2 separate regions of the Hordeum vulgare genome follow, and region 1 is linked to region 2. The links are chromatin contacts, called in public Hi-C maps. All regions are on one chromosome and are shown on one strand. The core of a region is the stretch at or near the end of the contact, and the rest is flanking DNA. Distances in the headings are between cores, read along the strand shown.

Region 1 (3,677 bases), core at 514-3,013, 340 kb before region 2:
CAGGGTGTGCCAGGCCCTCTACCCGCATCCTGGTGGTTGTTCCTTGCCTCATGGCCCACCTTCGTGTGAAACCAACACCCAAAATTCCTACAAATAGAGAAACCATGAGAAATAAACCTAGACGAGAAGTTCCTTCACCGCAAGTCCTCTGTATCGATGAAAACCAATTTGGAGATAAAACAGTACCCTCCAGAGAGAGTAGATCGTCTCGAGTCGCCATCTTCATCATCCCAGCGGAGGCCATGACGAGTAGGGAGTAGTCCATCCTCGGGGCTGACAGTTTGTACCAGTAGCTATGTGTTCAATCTCTCTCTCTCTCTCTCTCTCCCATGTTCTTGAGGTGGCACGATCTTGATGTATCACGAGCTTTGTTAATATAGTCGGATCATATGATTGTATTCCCTTGCTATCATGTTGTGATGAATTGAATCTTTCCCTTTGAGATATCGTTATGTTGGATTGAATATTGGATTTGATAATACTTGATATATGTCTTGCATGTGGATACCCGTGGTGACAATGGGGTGTTCTATTGATTCACTTGATATATCTTTTGGTACTGAACTTTTGGATTCCCGAGGTGACATTGGGGTAATCTATGCATAGGGGTTGATACACGGTCTTGTCCTACTTTCTCTGGTAGAAATCTTGGGGCACTCTTTGAGCTTCTTTGTGTTGGACTGAGTATTATGAATCTGAAATTGTTTGATGCATATCGTATAATTAACTCATGAATACTTGTGGTGACATTGGAGTATCTAGGTGACATTAGAGTTGGTTGATGTGTATCATATGGTGTTATTTTAGTACGAACTCTTGAATAGATCGATCAGAAAGGATAACTTGGTATTATCTTAGTACGAACTCTTGGATAGATTGAGCGGAAAGGATAGCTTTAAGGTGGTTTCGTACCCTACAAGAAATTTATATTTATGTTCTCCACTAGATAAGAACTTTGGAGTGATTCTTCCTTGCACGTTGAGGTAGTAATGTGATCCAATTATATTAGCATTGTTGAGAGATTGCACTAGTGAAAGTACGGACCGTAGGCCTTGTTTTCAAGCATCACAATACGTTTGTGCTCACTTTTGTTACTTGCTACCTTGCTATTTTTTTATAGTTAATATTACATAAATCAATATCTACTATCATTACTACACTTGTATTACCATCTCTTCGCCGAACTAGTGCACCTATACAATTTTTCATTGTATTGGGTGTGTTGGGGACACAGGAGATTTCTTGTATTTGATTGCAGGGTTGTATGAGAGAGAGCATCTCATTCTACACCTCCCACGGACTCATAAACCTTAGGTCATCCACTTGAGGGAAAATTGCTACTATCCTACAAAATTTTGCACTTGCAGGCCCAACATAGTCTACAAAAATAAAGTTGCGTAGTAGACATCAGCCGCCTGCCAAATTTCATCGCAATCAGAGTCTGTTTGATACCGAAATGGTGGACCGTAGCGGCACTATCGTCGGTTTATTCGTTGGCATTTTTCGGTTTTACTAACTCTGTCACGGGCTGCACCATTTCCCTCTCATCTCAGCCCATGAGCCTCTACATAGCCTAACCAGCCAACCTAGCCACCCCTCGCGTTCGGAGTCATCCGATCATGATCGCACAGTCAAAATCGAAGATAAAAACCCCACCCCCATTTGCTATAAATAGACGCCCTAGTCTCCCTAATTTGGCCTAAACCCTAGCCACCCTTGATTTTCGTGCCCCTCCAGCTTCAGCCGCCTCTAGCCTCCTCCCACCTCGCGCTAGTCCCGCCTGAGCCCATGCAGGCCCACGTGAGCTCGTTCCCGCAGCCAGCCGCTGCTAGCATGCGCAGCCCTGCGCCCCCGGTCATCCCACACCCGTCTGTGTACCGCCAAGCCTCGCTAGCCCCGCCGCCTAGCCAGCTGCTTGCCGCTAGAGTTTCGTGCCGCGTGCCGCCGGCCGGTCTCGCCTTTGCCCCAGATCGGCCTGCCTCCACGCCGCCTCAAGCTCCCTCATGGCCCCGTCCTGATCATGTCCCTATCGCCACCTAGCCGCCGGAGATGGGTGTCGCCAGCCGGATCTGGCGAGCTGCACCCGGGTCCGTCGGACCTCCTGCGCCCGTCGCCCGGCATCCTCCGTGCCGCCTGCCATCACCGGTTACGAGGAGTTCCACCCCTCCAGCGCCCCGTCCCCAGCACCGTTGGCCGAAGTTGTTGGTGGGCTGCGTCGCCCAGGCCCAGCCATGCTCCGACCCCGCCAGCCCACCACCAGCTGCTTCCCCAAGCCAGCGTCCCGAGCCCATCTCCATGGAACGGGCCCAACCCACGGGATGATCGCCATTTCCCTATACTGCGTGCAAGCATTATTTTGCCATATTGCGCACAGTGCAGTTTGGACCAAAAGATCTTAGTTTTGGCCCGTGAATAGATCTATTCTGCCCAACGGATTTGTCCAATTTCTACTGCATTAATAATTTCAGAAAAAGCATATTTTTAAACTTCTAATAAATAATTAACCATGCATCGGATGAAAATATTTTCAATATTTAAAATGTTCAGAATTTCGTGTAGATTAAAAAATTTCAACTTTCATCCATGTTATTTAAATGGGTTGTTTGAAATGATTTAATTCATAGAAAATTCACCGTCCATCGAAATTAAAAAAATTATACATGAAAAACGCTTAAAATTTTGTGTAGTTTCACAATAACAAACTCTCACATGTGTTAAAAATGTTTAAACTTGTTGTTTAATTAAATTTGCGTAGATGTCATGTTAAAATGATTTATTTCATAACTAATTAACCATAGCTTCGATTAAAATGTTCCACATATGTAACTTGACCAGAAAAATGTGTAAAATAACATGGTGGCATTTATTTTGCTGTTTAACAACTCTAAAATTGTTTATAGGCAGAACAGTATCGAAACGTTAATTTGCATGGGACTTCTCGGAATTGTTATTCGTTGTTGCGGTCTCATTTAAACTTTCCTAGAGTTTCATGTAGGTCATAATAACTTGTTGCATCCACCTTTAACATTCTTGTGACTATCATTTGCATACATTTTGCATTCATGCATATTATCGGTGTTGGTCATATCTTTTAAACTGTAGCTCCGTTTTAAATGATCTATATATGTAAATCGGCTAGCATGGCGTGTACAATCACATGGTCTACTTTATTTTTCTATTTAATGTATATAAAATGTGTTTAGTACAGATCTGGATCAATGTTGAAATTAACACATTGGGTCATTTCGGAAATGCTATATGTTGTTTCTGACCTTATTTAAAATGTCTAGGTAGTGTAGTTTATTTATGCTTCACCAATTGTCATGTTTAAAAACATTTAATATTTCCGTGTAAAAAAATGGGAGTGAATTAAATGATTCAAATGTGGAGTTTCATCAATATGTAACTCGTTGCATATTGAGCTTCACTTAATATGTAGGATTTGATTGTTGTGCCTTGTCATGCCTGCTTAAATTAAATGGACATGGATCATAATTTCTTGCATATCATGTCATGTATATGTGTGGTGCTATTGTGTGTTGATTGTTGTTCCGGATTGCTTCTTCTCGATAGAGTTCCAAACCGCTTTGGAGTGTGAGGATCCGTACGACTACGTTGGTTCGTATGCTTCACGGATTCGTTCTTCTTCTAAGCGGGATCACAGTCAAGATGATCAG
Region 2 (3,748 bases), core at 443-2,942:
TAGAGAGCAAGCACCGAGCTACTGCACGCCCGTCGTCTGTGACAACATAAGTTTTGCAATGCAGACTCGAAGATAAGGAACGACGCTGTGTTGACGTTGACACAATACGACATGTGCCCGACAACGGATGTGAGGGACTTCCTATCGAGCTATTGGGCAACATAGAAGTAGGGAGGCTTGTATTGGTTTGACGAGAACAACATGTGCATGGAAGTCGACAACAGCATCACCCCGCGTCCCATCCCCCCTCCCCCCCCACCATGCTCGCCCCTTCACATCTGTCGCCCTTATTTTCAGTGGTGCCTCCTTTGCCTTCTGTTTGAGGAGCAGGGCTTGCAGTGTCGCCAAATTGATTCCATATCCTCCGTCATCGGCATCTCCGGCATCTTTTCGTACGGGTCCATGCGACGGCGAAAAAGGTGGGAATCGCAGTGGAGAGCGGTGAGGTGGTAGAGGAGAGGGTTGAGAAGGAGGGATTTTTTTTCGCGAAATAGTGTGGCCAGCTCCAAATGCGTGCGGTCCGCCTCTGTTTTGGGGGGGGGCGAGGGTGACGGAGTCCTACATGGTGAGTGTTCGGACTTCCGGAAAGCCCCCTGATTTGCTTTCAATTTGTGAGAAAATGGGCACGTACACTGGTTTGCGGACAAATACGGGATGTTGTGCTTGTGACGCCCAAATACGGGATGTTGTGCTTGTGACGCCAGTCTATGTTAGAGATGATCTAATTGCTTAATTTTTTGTTGTCCAGGATGTTTATGTCAATTTCCAAGGTGTTTGTGTTTTTATACAACATTAACTTGTTAGTTGGGTGATTGCGGCGCTCAAACTGAATTGTGGTTGAAGAAAATGAGAACTAAAGACTCCGGCTCCAGTAAAACTAAGGCGGACCGTGAGCATCTCTGCCGTGAGTCTTAGGCAGCGTTCGGATTCCCTCCGCTCCGCGACTCCGTGCTGGAGCAGAGCGGAGTCCGGTTACAATTTCTGGAGCTGGTCAAAGCCAGCTCCGCTCGCTCCGCGGAGTGGAGAGTGGCCGAACAGGCATTTAGAGCAACTTGCATCTCCGTCATGAGCGTCTTGGCTGTCCTCAATGTTAGAGTAAATTGCATCTCCGTCGTGAGCGTCTAGGTTGTCCTGGGTGTTACTTGGTTATATAAAAAGAGAGCGGATTTTTTGTGCTCCGGCTCCATAAAGCCAACTTTTTAAGTTTTAAAAAGATGAATAAAAAATACATAAGTACTTGTAGATTTATATTAGATGTGTGTAAAATTTCATCATGAAATATGTTTTTATGTCACATATGCAAAAAGGATCATGTAATTTAACTGTGAGTAGCACATGTGCTAGAAATATGTGATTTCATCACTTTTATGAGCTTGCATAGAAAAGTATTTCATCATGAAACTTCTCAGAGAAATAGTATACATCCACATGTATATTTGTAAAAAAACAGAACTTTTAAACTTAACTGAAGTTTCAAAATAAAGGGCTTTATGGAGCTCGAGCTCCTTTAGTCATTTTCGCAGAGTTGACCCGGTCCCGCAAAGAGACCTACATGCCACCCAACACACGAATATCATATTATATTACAAAAAAGAATTTAATATTAAAAACATGGGCCATGGATAATGAGTGAGTGTGAAGGTTGCAACAACAGGGGATTCTGACAAGGAGTTGAGTTGATGCAGCCAGACCCACTCACCCTTTTCGCGTGGCTGTTGCGGTGGCCTTGTCCTTCAGGGACCTCTTCGACCATTTCAGTCGGCGGATGATGGCTGTGGATTGGTTACTGATAATAAAAGACAAGCTAATTATGTTTGGATTCGAGGGGTCAAGATCAGCGGCTTTCCTTCCCCGAGCACAGACACCAGTCTCACTACCATCCTAAGTAAGCTGCCGACACACAAGGACAGATGGGAAATTACAAGAACAATTGACATGTAAAGAGGCCAGGGACAGTGAGCCCTTTATTTTAAATAGTGTTAAAATGGTACTTTCTTCGTCTCAAAATAAATATTTCAAGCTTAATACTACTAAAATTAATATAATGTTCAGACATTTATTTTAGGATGGAGAGAGCACAGCCTCCGTAAATAAATATAAGAGATTTTGGAGATTTGTTCAAGTCACTAAAACATTTTACATTTTGTTTATAGAGGGGATATTTTGAATGGAAAAATATGCAAACGAGAAGGTGATGATTTTAGTCATATGTGCGCCTTGCAGAAACTTCAAACAAAAAACTTTGAGTTACATGAAGAAAGTAAAAGTGAAATGTAGTCTTGTTTTTCTGATGTATCAGTTGAGTAATCTAACTCTTTTTTTAGAAGAACGGGGAGGGCCTCTCCCCTGTTCCATTTCATAAATGTGGAACATAAATGAAACCAACAGATTGTTACTTTTAGGAATGGACAACTAACATTCACATGAGGCCAAGAGCGAGTACATATACATGTAGTAAAAGACAAGAAACCCTTACAATGGGGACATACAGTAAAGGGACTATACACATCTAACATCCCCTCAAACTCATGGTGGGTCAACAACATTAAATTTGGAGAGAAAGAACCCGTGGCGCGCTCGAGTCTGTACCTTCATGAAGAAGTCTACCGACTGTAACTCAGAGGGCACATAGTGAAGAGCGAGAGTGTGATCCTGCACTGCAGCACGCACAAAGTGGGCATCCACACCAATGTGCTTGGTGAGCTCATGCTACATCGGGTCACGTGCGATACCGAGAGCACCTGTGTTGTCTGACAGTAAGGGAGTCGATGTAGTAGCAAGCACACCAAAGTCCTCAAGCAACCAGCGTAACCAGATCACCTCAGCCGTGAGCATAGCCATCGCACGCAACTTAGCCTCGGTACTCGAGCAGTAAAGTGCAGTCTATTTCTTGGTCTTCCAGGCAATAAGAGAGACACCAAGAAAAACACAGTAAGCAGATAGCGAGCGGCGATCAGAGGGATCATTAGCCCACGTAGCATCAGAGTAGGCCTCGAGCTCGAGTGAGCTGGAGCGGGGAAAGAAAAGGCGATGAGAGATCGTGCCACGAAGATATGGTAGAACACGGAGAAGGTGACTATAGTGGACAGAGGTGGGGGTGCAACAAACTGACTGAGAATGTGGACAGGATAGAAGATGTCAGGACGCGTAACAGCAAGATAGACAAGGCTCCGAACGAGGTGGAGATAGCGAGTGGGATTAGGAAGAGGATCACCGTCAGAAGCACGAAGCTGAATGTTGAGCTCCATAGAAGTCGCAACAGTGCGCTCATCACCCAGAACGGAGCGAGCAAGAAGAATATGAATATATTTTTCCTAGGAGATGAAGAAGCCATCAGGGGTCGAAGAAATCTCAATCCCAAGAAAATAGCGAAAGGGACCAAGATCAGACATGAGGACCTGGTCGCGAAGGCGGGCCTTAACAAAGGAAATGTAGTCGGAGTCATCACGAGTGATGATCATGTCATCAACATAGAGAAGGAGAAGATTCCGACCGCAAGGAGACGTGTGAACAAACAACGCGGGATCATGATCACTCGGAGAGAAGCTCGTGGCATTCTCCACAGAGGCAAAATGCTCAAACCACGCGCGAGGGGCCTGTTTTAGACCATAGATGGAGCATCGAAGTCGGCAGACCATACCATCACGAGCATAGTACCCGGGTGATGGCTGCATATAAACCTCCTCACGCAACTCACCATTGAGAAAAGCGTTCCGGACGTCAAGTTGACACACAGACCAATGATGAA

The links. Hi-C and Micro-C count contacts between places; a contact is called where the count stands out from the background.
Region 1: a Hi-C map of leaf shows a contact between it and region 2, with 2.0 times the contacts expected there. The contact joins two enhancer-like sites. A contact is called at or near these places in 2 of 6 Hi-C or Micro-C datasets (leaf and seedling).

Annotation. Positions count from the first base shown.
Region 1 is chr5H:148,265,982-148,269,658 of MorexV3_pseudomolecules_assembly, reverse strand. No RefSeq gene overlaps it. Among protein-coding and RNA genes, the nearest start is that of LOC123397258, 15 kb to the right of the region's middle. Within about 2 kb of position 1,763, at least 3 of the 3 cell types and tissues checked have open chromatin away from gene starts, as enhancers often do. A contact at or near this core is called in leaf, where this site is marked.
Region 2 is chr5H:147,922,360-147,926,107 of MorexV3_pseudomolecules_assembly, reverse strand. No RefSeq gene overlaps it. Among protein-coding and RNA genes, the nearest start is that of LOC123400140, 85 kb to the right of the region's middle. Within about 2 kb of position 1,692, at least 1 of the 3 cell types and tissues checked has open chromatin away from gene starts, as enhancers often do. A contact at or near this core is called in leaf, where this site is marked.